Linked DNA regions of Mus musculus: region 2 is linked to region 1. A link is a contact called in public Hi-C data. All regions are on one chromosome and are shown on one strand. Each heading gives the region's core, a stretch centred on a gene start, on an enhancer-like site or on the middle of the called end of the contact. The rest is flanking DNA. Distances are from core to core; before and after follow the strand shown. Region 1 has its middle 15 kb from the start of Gm40125. Region 2 holds the start of Dbt (dihydrolipoamide branched chain transacylase E2).

Region 1 (6,620 bases), core at 2,890-5,389:
GGCCATGTCCTTGCAAGACTCCATTTCTGAATGACATTAGCAGGTTATCACAAGCAGGTGCCGAGTCTCGGATGTAAGAAACACCACTCTGTTACCAGGCACAGGAAACCTCACTTTGTGTCTTGGCCAAACTTCCTCTTTCCGTTATGCCAAATTCACCCCAACCCCCAGAGACTTTTTTCTTTTCCAAATAGGCATTTGTAGGGGGTACAGTGACACAACATGTATGTGAAATCCCAGCTCTCTGAAAGGGAGGTGGGAGGGTGGTGCATTGAAATCAGCCTAGGCTACATAGTGAAAACAAAAACAAAGCACTTAAAAACAAAGGGGAGAGAGAGAGAGAAAGAGAGAGAGAGAGAGAGAGAGAGAGAGAGAGATTGATTCACCAGCTCACCAATGTCCAAATGTATAAACCTCTGTGGTGGATGTGACATCCATGACAATAGGAACAAATTAAAGACGTCTCTGAGCCAAGGATAACCCCCCAGAACTGTGAGCCAGTGCATGGTGATGCCATCTTCTGAAACAGAGCCATGGGGTGTCCTTGGGGGAACCAGGGACTCCAACCTTGGTTTGTATTAGGTAGAATTTGAAGTATCTACTGGACAATGAAGTGGAGACCTGTGTGAAGCACTTGGGGATATAGACTTGGTTCTGATGCTCAGGAGAGCTGAATGCGATTGACTGGTCAATGTGAGAGACTCTCCAATGGCACAACAGACATTTCCGAAAACAGAGAGGCGGGAAACGTGGGCTCTGGAGACAGACTGTTGAGCCCCAGTGCCTTCTGGGTAACCTTTTGACTTTCTGTGAGCCAAATCTGCATTCTCAGTTGATAAAAACACAGCGGTTTTCAGCACAAGGTCCCATGGAGAGCATGAAGTTAGACTGTGCACAAGCTCGCTGCTAATAACTATGTTCTTTCTTACTTTCAATTTCCCTTTCCCATCAGCTCAGGAACTCCTGTCTCTCTACTTCTCTCTTTTTACATTTTTACTCATTATTATTGTATGTGTGCATGCTATAATACATGTGTGGGGCAGTCATGCCAGGGTGCACATGTGTGCAAGCTAGAGGACAGTGCCGATGAAGTCAGTTTTCTCCTATCTTTCCATGAACTCCAAGGATTGAACTCGGGTATCCAGACCCGTGCAGCCAGCTCCTCTGTCCACTGAGCCAGAGACAGAGTCAAAGCTTTTTCTCCTTGCCACATGATTGATGCCTTAGAACTCTATTATGCAAGGCTTGTTGTGTCAGTGATTGGTGTACTAAACTGGCCCAGTGTTTTGGCAACCATGTTAACATTTTAAGATGTGGTAAAGAAAAAAATGGAGGAGAAACTTCCACCAGATTTTCTTCTCTCAGGAAACATGGAAGCAAAGAAACTGAAAGAGACAGATGAGAAAAAAAAATCAGCCCTCTACTTGTTTAAGAGTCTCCACAATTTAATGGAAAACACTTTTGACTTCAACAGTTGTAGAGGGAGTTACATGTTTAGCAGCAATAAAAGGAGGTATCTAGTATTCTTCATATATGTATATGAAGTCTACTTTAATAGCAAGTGAAAATACTACATTGAGGAAAAACTAGTCTCTGAAAGAGAATGTTAAAACCTACTCTTCACTAGACAATAATCTGTCTCTTTCATAGATTGCTGGCTGAATAATTAATATTCTAATTAGTATCCTAAAAGGGAGTCACCCAAGATCCCTGAACAGTACTGTCAAATTAATAGTTTCCTCAGACCTTACATAATTAGACACTACTGATTTAAAATTAATATGTGTGGCATATTAATAATTAATTAACACTTTCCCCTCATCCTTATACCTGGCAGTGCTCGTAGTGTGCGAATGCCTAAAAGCTGGAGGAAGAAGCAAGTATGTGAGAGAACCTGTGTTCCGGGTGTTCCCTGCTTCTCCACTCTTAGCACGGCTGATTCAAACTCGTCAGGGTTTCTTTAACCAAGCACTTCTGCCAACATCAGCTGGATGTTCGGTCACTCAGCTGAACTCTGACTGTGTCTGCCTGGGGTTATCAGTCCCACAAGCCAAGGACAACCTCCCACAGGACTACCTCACTTCTGACAACAGCTCCAAGACCCAGGCTTCCACCCGCACTTCTTATTGACCAGGTAGCTAGTCAGCAGGGGTCCTTTCAGTTGCCTCCTCATGCCCAATCATAGGACTCAAGAGGACATTTCTTACTATCACCTGTGTACTATAAAGGACTCACATCAGGAACAGCCAGTTGAAGAGAGGCATAAAAAAAGGTGTGTACAGAGCACAGGGATTCCACACTTTTTGGGTATACCACCCTCCCAGTATCCCCAAATGTTCACCCATTTGGATGCTCTCTGAATCCCATTTTTATTTTATTAATAGAGAAAATCTATTATTCTATCAATAGTTGATAAATCACTAGGCATTGCTGATTCAGTTCCATCTCCATCCCATCCTTTCTTCTCAGAGGGGTAGGGCTCAAGTGGTTGCTTCCTCTTGCAATCATCTCCCGTCACAAAAATCTAGGGTTACCCCAGCAACAAAAACTCAGATGGAGTCTAAAGCAGTTTGTGAATTACAAAAGTTGTCCTATTGCCCTATCAGTGAGGAAATTTTAAGAATTTTGGATGTTCTATGTCAAGAACTAAGAACAAAGACTAAATACATCTAGGTGTTATTGCTATAGATAGAAAGAAGCCTCGGAATTGTAAGCAAAAGAGTTGTAACTCTGCCATTTTGTAATGTGCTGTAACTTGCTCCCTCTTCCAAAGTATTTGCTAATAAAACTTCAGGCACAAATTTTGTGAACTCCAAACTGTAAGTTAGCATTTACTATCAGGGCTCTATGAATCAGGAACAGACAGTTGGAGACAGGAATCAGGAAGATATGGAGAAGCAAGGAATTTCCACACCCTCTCTGGTACTCCACCCTCCCAGAATATTGAGTCTTAGAGCATCACTGAACTTTAGATGATACTTAAATATGAAGAGACTTAACTCAGGTTCCCCAAGAACAAAGATTCAAGTACAAGAAATTTATTGGGGAATTACAGGCAACAGCATCTGGAGAGAGGAGATGAGGCCAGGAAGGAAGAAAAGGCAATCAATGGAGGATGTTGTCTTTGAGCCTAGAAGCCATTGTGAAGGACAAACTTATTTCCCATGGATACACTGCACAATGGTATACATAATAAATACACTATAAAACCAGGACCTTAAGCTCCACCCACCTCCCCTTCCTCAATATAAGATGGGAGGTTTACCTACCAGCTCCCACCACCCATTGGTTGACAGCTGCTCCCTGGGATGTTATCCTGGCACTTCTTTTTGTTGCATGTATGTAAGAGTCCAAAAACAAAAAATAACCCCAGGCATAGAGGGATACAGGTATTGGCAAGCCAGAAGGGGCTATGCATTTTATCAAAGATAACAGAGAAGTATGGTATTATAGCTGAATTTACTGAATATAAGAGACCCCAGATTCAAATCCCAGCACCAGAAAAAAATTAAAAATTATACTAAGCATCTCTAGATTATTCAAATAAAACCCTCTCTAGATTGGGGTGATATCTCAGTTGGAAAGTGTTGCTGCTCAAATGACCACCATTCCCAAATTCAGTTTCCAGGACCCACCTTAAATAGCCAGGTATGGTGGCACACTTATAATCCAGTGCTAGGGCCACCAAGAAGGATCACTGGAGCTTGGTGCCATACCTAATCTATGGGCCAGGTCCTAATGAGAGACCCTATAAGAAAAACAACAAAACAAGGTAGACAGAAGGAGGGACACCCAGGTTGTCCACTGGTTTTCACATGCATCCAGGTATAAACTTACTCCGTGTGTGTGTGTGTGTGTGTGTGTGTGTGCGCGCACGCGTGTGTGTCCCCAGATGCTCAGGCAGTCACCAGCAGCCCCTGCTAATCCCCCATAAAGTCTGATTCTTCATTTTACATGACTTACAAGAAGCAACACTGAACCCTTGTTCTCCCCATTCCGATCACTCTCCTCGGCTTCCCCAGTTAATCTCCTGCTTCCCTTTCTGCCTCGTGGACTCGGCTTTTCTAGGATCTGCTCCTTCTGAGAGTCCCTCAGCTCTCTGAAACGGGAGCACCCACACCTCGGAGTGTGTGTGTTTCTGCCTCAGCCACTTCCTTTTGTATGGCCTCATCTCATCCTGTGGCTTTTGACTATGATCTCTATGCCGCCTTGCAACTTTTTTTCCTCCAAGCCCCAAACTTCTGGTGTTAAAAATAAAAACTTAATCCCTGTACAATCACCATCGTATTTGATTGACATTGTGCTTTTCCAGTGCCTTGGGCCTTAGCCATTGGATTTATCCTTAACACCTCTCTTTCTGTCACATGACACATTGAGTCTGCAGCATACCCTGCAACCTGTGCCTTAAATATATATGCAGAGCTAGAAACAGTAGCTCTATAATCCCAGCCCCTGGGAGGTAGAGGCAGGAGGATCAGAGTTCAAGGTCAACCTTAGCTAACCAGTAAGGGTCTTAATTACTTCTCTATTGCTGTGATAAAATACTATTACCAAGGAAACTTAGAGAAGAAAGTTTATTCTGGGTTTATGGCTTCAGAGGGTAGAGTTCATGACAGCTAAGCAAAGGAATAGTTCAGAGCTCACATCTTGAGATACAACCATGAAACAGGGAGAGAGAGAAACAGAAAGAGAGCCAGACAGTCTGACAGACAGAGAGACAGGCAGAGAGACAGACAAACAGAGAGACAAAGAGACAAAGAACATGAACACCAGGGATCTTTCAAAACTTCAAAGCCCATCCTTAGTGACTTAGCTTCTCCAACAAGGCCATACCTCTTAGGAGCCTATGGGCTGGGGGTGGCAGCCAGTCTCATTCAAACCACCACAGTAAATGTGAGGTGAGTTTGTGCTGCAAGAAACTCTGTTTCCTCAAACAAAAATATGTTCATAATTGGGATGGTTCTCCAGCCATTATTCCATCAAAGCCACTACCATCTCCTATATAACTAGAGCAATTCTCTAGCTAGCTTCCCTCGGGGCAACTATGAGCATTCCAGAATCCTGCCAAGCTTTAGCGATTCTTTGCTTTAATAGTATCCCAAGTCATTCAGAGGAAAAGTCAAAATCTTAATACTGCAATATAAGGCAGTCTTAAGATAATACCATGCCGGGCGTGGTGGCACACGCCTTTAATCCCAGAACTTGGGAGGCAGAGGCAGGCTCATTTCTGAGTTTGAGGCCAGCCTGGTCTACAAAGTGAGTTCCAGGACAGCCAGGTCTATACCGAGAAACCCTGTCTCGAAAAACCAAAAAAAAAAAAAAAAAGATAATACCGTATCTCAGCATCATCCAATCCCGCTGTCTGCCTCTATTTCTCTTCTTGCCTGCCACACTGGTCCTTACAGTTTCTTGAACCTTCTAGCCCCTCCTTCCTTGACTTCTTACCTCAGTGCTCCCTTGCCAGGGCTCACTCACTCACCTCCTGTACGTCTTGACTCAAAAGTCACCTTCTCAATGAGGCCTCTCCTTCACGCTTCTAAAGTCAGACATCACGCCCACACTGCCGCCACGATCTCTCACATAGCACTTATGTCTCTAAAACTCTGGGTATTTTACTTGATTTATTTTGTTCATTATAAGTCTTTCCCACTAGATTATAATTTTATTCAGCAAGAGTTTCTGCTGATTCTGCTTGCTGCTGTGTCTCTGGGGCCTAGTACCAAAACTGACAGAGTGGAAGACGAAAGTTATACTTCTGCGAAGCTTGGATGGAAAAAGGGTGCGGAGGCGGGGCCACGAGAGCGATCGAGGGAGTAGTTTGTGTTGTTCTGTTTAAGGCTGGAACCTGTGATCAGAATTGCAGATGGAAAAAGAAGCAGCCAGTAGAACTGAGCTCACACCTATAGCCTGCAGGAGAGCCTGAAGGACCAAAACAAATGAAAAAGGGGAGAGATGTGCGGTGGATCACGTTTGCCACCACATCCATTGGCAAATGCAGAGACAGAAAGACCAAGAGTTCAAGGTCATCTTCAACTACTTGTTGAACTCTAGGCGACCCTTGGTTAATAAGACTAGCTCTCAGAAGAAGCAAAGGAGGGGAAGGGGAAGAGGGCAAGGTTTACTTGAGGGAGGTATGAGTCCAGGGTTGGTTGGCTGTACTCTACTGGAGCCCATGGCCAGGCAGCACATACCAGCGCAAAGCTTACTTACTTCAGTGAAGCGAGCTGCTGATCACCTCATAGTGACCAAGAAGCAGAGAAAAGGAACTGAGTCCCAGTCTCCTTTCAAGGGCACGCTCCCCCGCTCTCCCAATGACTTGGCTTCCTTCCACTAGACATTTCATATCACCCCCAGCTGTATATGGCTAACTACGCCTTTAGTGTGTAGCCGTGAGGGGCATTTAAAATGGAAGCCACTATATGGAACCCAAGGACAAAGCCAGCCATGAAAGGACGAGCAGGTTGGGGATAGAAATAAGTCCTGGTGACATCTCCGGATTAGCCATCATATGACCAAAAAGGAACTGGGAAAGTTTCTTTCCTTTGAACCCTTTTGAATTTCACTGTGTAAAACTAGATAGGCTGAGGGGCCTTGTGTACTGTTTTAATCATCTCTGAAAA
Region 2 (6,620 bases), core at 2,383-4,882, 73 kb after region 1:
AGAGGATTGTGAGCCACCAATCACACGGGTGAGAATCTGACCTGGGTCCTATGGAAGAGCAGCCATCTTCCCTGTGGTACCTTGATTATCATACATATTAGATTCCTATTACATAAATATAACACCCTCTGAAGAAAGCTAATCCTTTTTGTTTTTATTAATCACAGTGCTGGAGGCTGATGTCGAGGTTTGATGCATGCCAAATAAACACTGTACCAAACAGCTATAGTCTCGACCCCAGCTTATGCTTTCTAAAGCCGAACTCCTGCTGTTACTTGGGTGGTAGAAGGAAGTGGACAAGATAGAAGTATGAGGTAGAAACTGTCCAAAAAGCTGTAAGTGATATTGTAACCTGCATTGAAGGAGTGAGTATAGGCAACAGAGACACTCAGAACTGGGATTTCCCCAGGAATTCTTCTCAGGTTGGAAGAAAGACAGAAAGACCAAAAAACAGACAGACAGACAGACAGAAAGAAAGAAAATGTGTCTTCACAAAAGGTTTTGTCTAAAGTTTCAAAAGCAGTATTACTTAAAACAGTCCCAAAGCAGAAATAACGCCTATGTCATTAAAAAAAAAAATTAACATCAAAAGCCTCACAAGATCAGTGAAGTTAGAACTTTCTGGTTATTGTGTGTATGAGAACTGGAAATTGTCAAACCAAAGAACAGCAGGGAATCTCATTTTTGTAGAAGTTACTGCATAGTTTAGAGAGCTCCCACTCAAGTCAACAAGAAAAGTCAACAAGAAGGCTGGTGTGTAGCTCAGTTGGTAGAGTCTGCCTAGCAAGCTCAACAGGTCTGCTTGTTTGGGTTTTGGTTTGGTTTGGTTTTTGGCCACAATTGTATGTATTCAAAATGGGGGTGCTATGTAAAACCCTGACCCCCAAAAGAAGAATCAATAAGAAAACAATGAAAAATGAATGCACACAACAGAGAGGAAACAGTTAAAAGTACATGAAGGAAGCGTTTGAAGAATCAATATCCAGGGTTGGTGTGGGTGGCACATCTCTTCAATCAACAAAGGCAGATAGAGCTGTAGGAGCTTGGAGTACATACCAGTTCCAGGCCAGAACTACACAGACTGGGAGGGGGAAGGGGGGGCGGCATCTCAGAACCAATAAACACGTGAAACCTGTTTAACTTTACTAATAATTAAGAAACTTTAACACCATAATGCCATTGAATAGGTAAATACCTATTACTTCTAAGGCTGTCAAATGAGAAACAAAGAATAGTCCCACTCTCAGCTGCTAGACAAGTTATTTTGTACAAGCACATTGCAAAGCAATCTAACATCGCCTAAGTTAAAATTGAAGATAAACATTAGCTGTCTCAAAATTCCATTTTTAAGCTAGGCTTGGTGGTTCGGGCCTGTAATCCCAGATACTAAGCAGGCTGGGGGAATAGAAGCATAATCATGACTTCAAGGCCACCCAGACAGCTAATCGAGATCCTGTCTCAAAACTAGTAGATAAAGAAGCAGAGAGCTGGCAATGATGCTCAGTGGTTATAGACGGCTTGCTTAGCTTATGCAAGACTCTAGGTTCATTTTACAGTGTCTGTCTCTGTCTCTGTCTGTCTGTCTCTGTCTGTCCCCCTCCCTTCCTCCTTGGGTGCCTCCCTTTCTTCTCTGGGTCCTTCCCTCCCTCTTAGTTTTACTAACCAAAAACACGGTTGGCTAGTCAAGAATTGCATCACTTGGCGCTAGTAGCGCTAGTAGCAATGCCCCATTCAGATCTAGTGAATAGGTTCCAAAACCCGGCTACAAACAAAGATAAGAACACAATCATATATGGAATCAGGATCTACTGACGTAGGATGATAAACTAGTTTGTTTCCTGAAAATAAGATAGAATCGAGAGAAGCCTGAATGGAAGAAAGTTACATAGTATCTTTCAAGAGCCCTAGGAACAACTAACTCCCTTCCCTCATTATACAAGCAAGAACATATAAGATTACTAAGTCTATTCAATGCACCTATAAAAAGTTTAATGGGGCCTGGCAGTGGCGGTGCAAGCCTTTAATCCCAGCACTCAGGAGGCAGAGGCAAGCAGATTTCTGAGTTGGAGGCCAGCCTGGTCTACAGAGTGAGTTCCAGGACAGCCAGGACTACACAGAGAAACCTTGTCTCAAACAAAACAAAACAAAACAAAACAAAACAAACAAAATAATGGGAAAAGTTTTTAAAAATCAAGTTCTTTTGATTATTGCGATTTTGGGAGGTGCTGTTAAGACAGGGTTTCTCTAACAGCCCTGGCTATACTGGAATTCACTTTGTTGATCTGGCTGGCTTCAAATTCACAAAGATCCACTGTCTTCTGGGATCAAACACTTTCGTCACCTCATCTGTCTATTGCAGATTTTCTGATAAAGGCAATGATTTATATTTACTGCCTACAGTAGATGAATGTGCATTACACAATAGTACATCTGTGTAAAGTTAAACAACTTGTGAAAAACCTGAGATTTTTGTTTCACAACCACCGACTTTCCAGTGCTGAGAGTTTCTATTGGCCCCTGCTTCCTTCTGTTTTGTTTCATTCTCTCTAACGCCTTAGACATTGATGCAGATTTTTATTCTCTCTAAGAAGAAAGAACCGTTGAATTTACTGAACATATATACAATGTATGCATTTATATACCACCTATTAAAGAAAGTTCCCTCTCTCTCATTCTCTCCCTCTGGCTTTGTTTCATTTTGTTTAAGAATGAGTCTCACCACATAGCTCAGGGTGACTGGCCTTCCATTCACAATGCGACATCTCTGCCTGCCCTACCCATGTCACCCTCACAGTGCTGGGTTTCTGATGTTTCCTTTAGCAGTTCCACTTGAGCTCAATTTGACATTTCTTCAAGGGGCAAAGCAATTCAGGGTTATACGTTTGTGACTCATTTCTTAATGATGCATCTGACCACATTTTCTAAGACTCAAAGACAAAGTGATGACATGTTTATTTTAGACACGAGAAGTCAATTTCAGCAACCTCAAGGACACTATACAGGAAAGAGGAATTCCTAATCATGGAGAAGTGTTCCTGTATGGACTTATGAAAAAGTCGCGCATCAGAGTCTTGCTATGAAACATAGAAACATCTTATTTTTTCTGCCCTTAATGTAGTTACAGCACAATACCAGAAAAGACAATTTGCTACTGACCCCTCAGGTTTTCAATTAGTGACCCTTCTTGTGTGCCCTTAACATATTCTTTTTTAAAAAATTATCTATGTATGTGTGGGTGCACAACTGTTTGCATGTACAGCACATGGATGCAGGTGCCCCGAGACGGCCAGAAGAGGGCGTCGGATCCCTTGGAACTAGAGTTGTAGGCTGTTATGACCTACCTGATTGAGTGCTGGAGACTGAACCCAAGTTTCTGCAGCCCCTAAACGTGATTTCTCTCCATTATCTGAGCTAAAAAGATGGATTGTTGATGCGCGTCTACTTAACAACCCAAGTCCTGGATTTTTAAGCTGTCGTCCTCCCCAAGTCTACCTTCTCCCTCCCTCAATTCTTTTACACCTCTCAAGGGGGAGGGGGGGGGGCTTCAGTCGGCCCCGCCCCTCGCCCTGGTTGGCTGCCCGGTGGGAGGCTCGTTCCTTCTCTCCTATTGGCCGCTCAGGGAGGTGCGTCTCGGGTCTGGGGATTGGTCGCCTGGAGGAGGCGTCTTTCCCAGCTGTGTGCTGGTGGCTATTTCCGGAGTAAAATGGCTGCAGCGCGTGTACTGAGGACCTGGAGCCAGAACGCTGTCAGACTGGTAAGCAGGGTTGGATGGGTCTAAGGTTGGGAAGGATCGATTTAGTAGATGTTATCCGGAGTTGTGTGTTGCTTTCTTCTCCGAGTGCCTCGCGTCTTGTGAGCAAGTGATGGAAGGATGCATGCAAATCAGAAGGGCAGCGAAGGTGGCGTGCCAGTGAGCCTGGAAACTCACTCCTTTCCCGTCCCGGGGCGCGATTCTCTGACGATTAGCTTTGGGCGACTAGCTTTCTTCCCAACCGTACCCACATCCTGGCCTTTGACCTGCTTAACTTTGCTTGAGTACTTTCTAGATGTCAGGCATTGTGATAAGCACTGCAGACACAGCTATGTTCTTTCGAGATTTGTTGAGAGCCCACTGCGCGCCATACGCTGGCACTATTAACCTGAGAAGAGAAAAGCCTCTAGCTTGATTCACTCGGGGCTGCACTTCTCCCCTTGGTCCACAGTCGTTCCAACTTTTTAATCATCGATTTACCACCCCCATTTGCAGTTCCCCCTCACTCACAAGCTTTTAGCAACAACCGTAGATGTATCCCACTACATATCTAGTTTCTTCCTAATTACATAACTTTTTGGATACCGTAGACTTTACCCATTTCCCTAGATGTTCCTTTAGTGCTGGCCTCCTGATCTCTCCAAACCTTCTTCCCAGCCTGCTGTGTGTATTGGGCACTGGGCATATTTCTATAACACAGCCAGCCACCATCCTTTCCCTCCTAACATTGTAGCCTAGAACAGGAGAATAGGAGAGAGGGAGGCAAGGAAAGACAGAAAGCCACGGTTTTAGAAAGACGTGCTATTATGGAACAAGTGCTCAAAGCTCCTGTGACACTTGAGGGTGGACACCTATGGAGGAGTGGGGGTACAGAGAGGAATTCCTGGGGACTAGTGAGTGCGTACGGAGACTGAAGAGAAGTAGGAACTAGGCAGCAGAAGGGTACTCTTGTCAGCAGCACCTTAGTAGGTATTATGGGCAACTCTTCTTTCGAGAGCTCTCCACTCTTGGATTCTGAGACACTAGTTGACCAATATTCCTCTTCAGTTGCTCTATTCCACTGCCCTCTTTTCCTTTCCAGCTTCTAAATACCACGCAAAGACTTCCGTCAACAGTGCTCCCATAGGCTCTCGACAGACCTGCCAACTTCCTATGACCTTTTCCATCGTTTGATGTGTGTGGACACACAGACAGAATGGTGTGACGGGTGCCCACAGTGTTTAGTACAGTGACATGCTGGACAGGTTTGTAGTATAAGAGCTAGCATAGAGCTTACGTGGGCAATAAGTTAAGCCATTTGGTTTGTGTAAGCATAAGGTGAGTCCATAGACTAGCTCATCTAATAGTGAATAGATTTCACACAGACCTGTCATAAAGTGATGGATGACTACTAAAAAAAAAAAAAAATAAAAAAAGAAGCCCTGGCTTTGGCCCTCTGCGCTTTTCCAACTTCCTGCATTATCTCTCCCACGTCTTTGCATATAGTCACCAGTTGTGCTAATGGTTCCCTGGCGTTCTCTAGTCTTCCCTAGCTGTCCAAGAGATCTCCCGTTGCACAATATGAGGTGTTTTCTCAACTGCAGGTAACACAAATCCAGTGAATGAACAAGACACCATCTATGCCTATAGACTACAGGTGACATGTGTGACTGTCACTATGACGGCTGACAGTTCATCAGGGCAGTTGACCTTTTCCATACAGCCATCCGGGAGCTGCAGCAACTCACTGGGCATTTAAGTCAGGATGGAGGAAGGGATATTACCAGGCTGACATAACCAGCTAGAACACAGTTCCCTAGCTACGAGCACAGGGGAGTTGGAAAAGCTAGCCTTTGGCCATCTCACCGTGCACCACAGTGCCTCAGGGATGCAGACTCCAGGCTCCACAATAGACCCCTCAAACCTGTTTCTCTTGACTCTACCTTCCAACTCTGAAGAAATGTAGCTAGTATTTACCACCTTGCTCTTAATTACAGATGTCTTAGTCTTTCCTAACTGGGCCTCTTGCCTCTGATCAGCCTCTTTTGTAGTTCATTTCCCATAGGCCAGCCAAAAGGATCTTATAAAATGAGGCACACATTAGATTATGCCATGTTCTTGTTTAAGACTCATCTTTTTAAAAAATGCCCCCAAGCCACTTGATTGAGGAAATTTATGATGTGGCTTCTCCAACCTCTCAAGTATCATTCTTTATTGAAAACCTGCTTATTCTACAGGTTATTACCTCTTATCACACACTTTTGATTTTCCTTGCCACATCCTTCATTGTTCCTCTTTTACACATCCATTCTTAAATTTGACTTATGAGACCACATTCTACGATGTCTGCCTTTGTGAGTACCGTATCTTTATCTTGAAAATAATTGGTTTTATTATTATTTAAACCACTTTACTGGGCATTAGTTATAGACATCAATGAAAAAAAAAGTATTAGAGTAAAAGTAGCATTCTACACACACACACACACACACACACACACACACTCACTCCAGCCCCAGCTCTGAGTGCCCCCGCTGGCTGCACAGAGAACTCTACGGAACAATTACCCTAGTACACACTGCTTTCTTGATTCCAGACCTTTGCTCATATATTTCCTCTGCCTTGGAGACTCTTGCCTCATCTGCAGCCCTGCTCCTCTCCTGCGTTACTCCCACTCAGCCTCCAGTCTTACTCCAAGCTAACTCTCCAGCCAGCTTCTCTTAGAACACCCCACGGTGGCTGTGTTAATGGCCTGTGTACTTCGCTTTATCTTTCATTCTGCTGGACATTGCTTTCGGGCAGGGATCACACGTGTTTCCTTCTGGATGTGGCCACAGCGCCCCATACACCGTGAGTGCCCATAAATGCTTGCTGAGGACACAGAAAAAGA

Evidence for each region. A called contact is a pair of places that touch in the nucleus more often than the background predicts.
Region 2: a Hi-C map of regulatory T cells shows a contact between it and region 1, with 2.2 times the contacts expected there. The contact joins the promoter of Dbt here to the enhancer-like site in region 1. A contact is called at or near these places in 19 of 39 promoter capture datasets (the 3T3-L1 cell line, 3T3-L1-derived adipocytes, the C10 cell line and 13 more), 6 of 484 Hi-C or Micro-C datasets (CD4 T cells, CD8 T cells, the CH12 cell line and 3 more), 3 of 115 datasets of contacts at active chromatin or transcription factors (CD8 T cells, embryonic stem cells and memory CD8 T cells) and 4 of 9 other capture datasets (adipose tissue, embryonic stem cells, liver and 1 more).

The regions. Positions count from the first base shown.
Region 1 is chr3:116,436,177-116,442,796 of GRCm38.p6, forward strand. No RefSeq gene overlaps it. Among named protein-coding and RNA genes, the nearest start is that of Gm40125, 15 kb to the left of the region's middle. Within about 2 kb of position 4,140, at least 51 of the 459 cell types and tissues checked have an H3K27ac peak or open chromatin away from gene starts, as enhancers often do. A contact at or near this core is called in CD8 T cells, the CH12 cell line, the HPC-7 cell line and 4 more, where this site is marked.
Region 2 is chr3:116,509,438-116,516,057 of GRCm38.p6, forward strand. It overlaps Dbt (dihydrolipoamide branched chain transacylase E2), which reads left to right and starts at 3,633. Exons shown (of 11, transcript NM_010022.4): 1 at 3,633-3,754. The coding sequence starts at 3,704.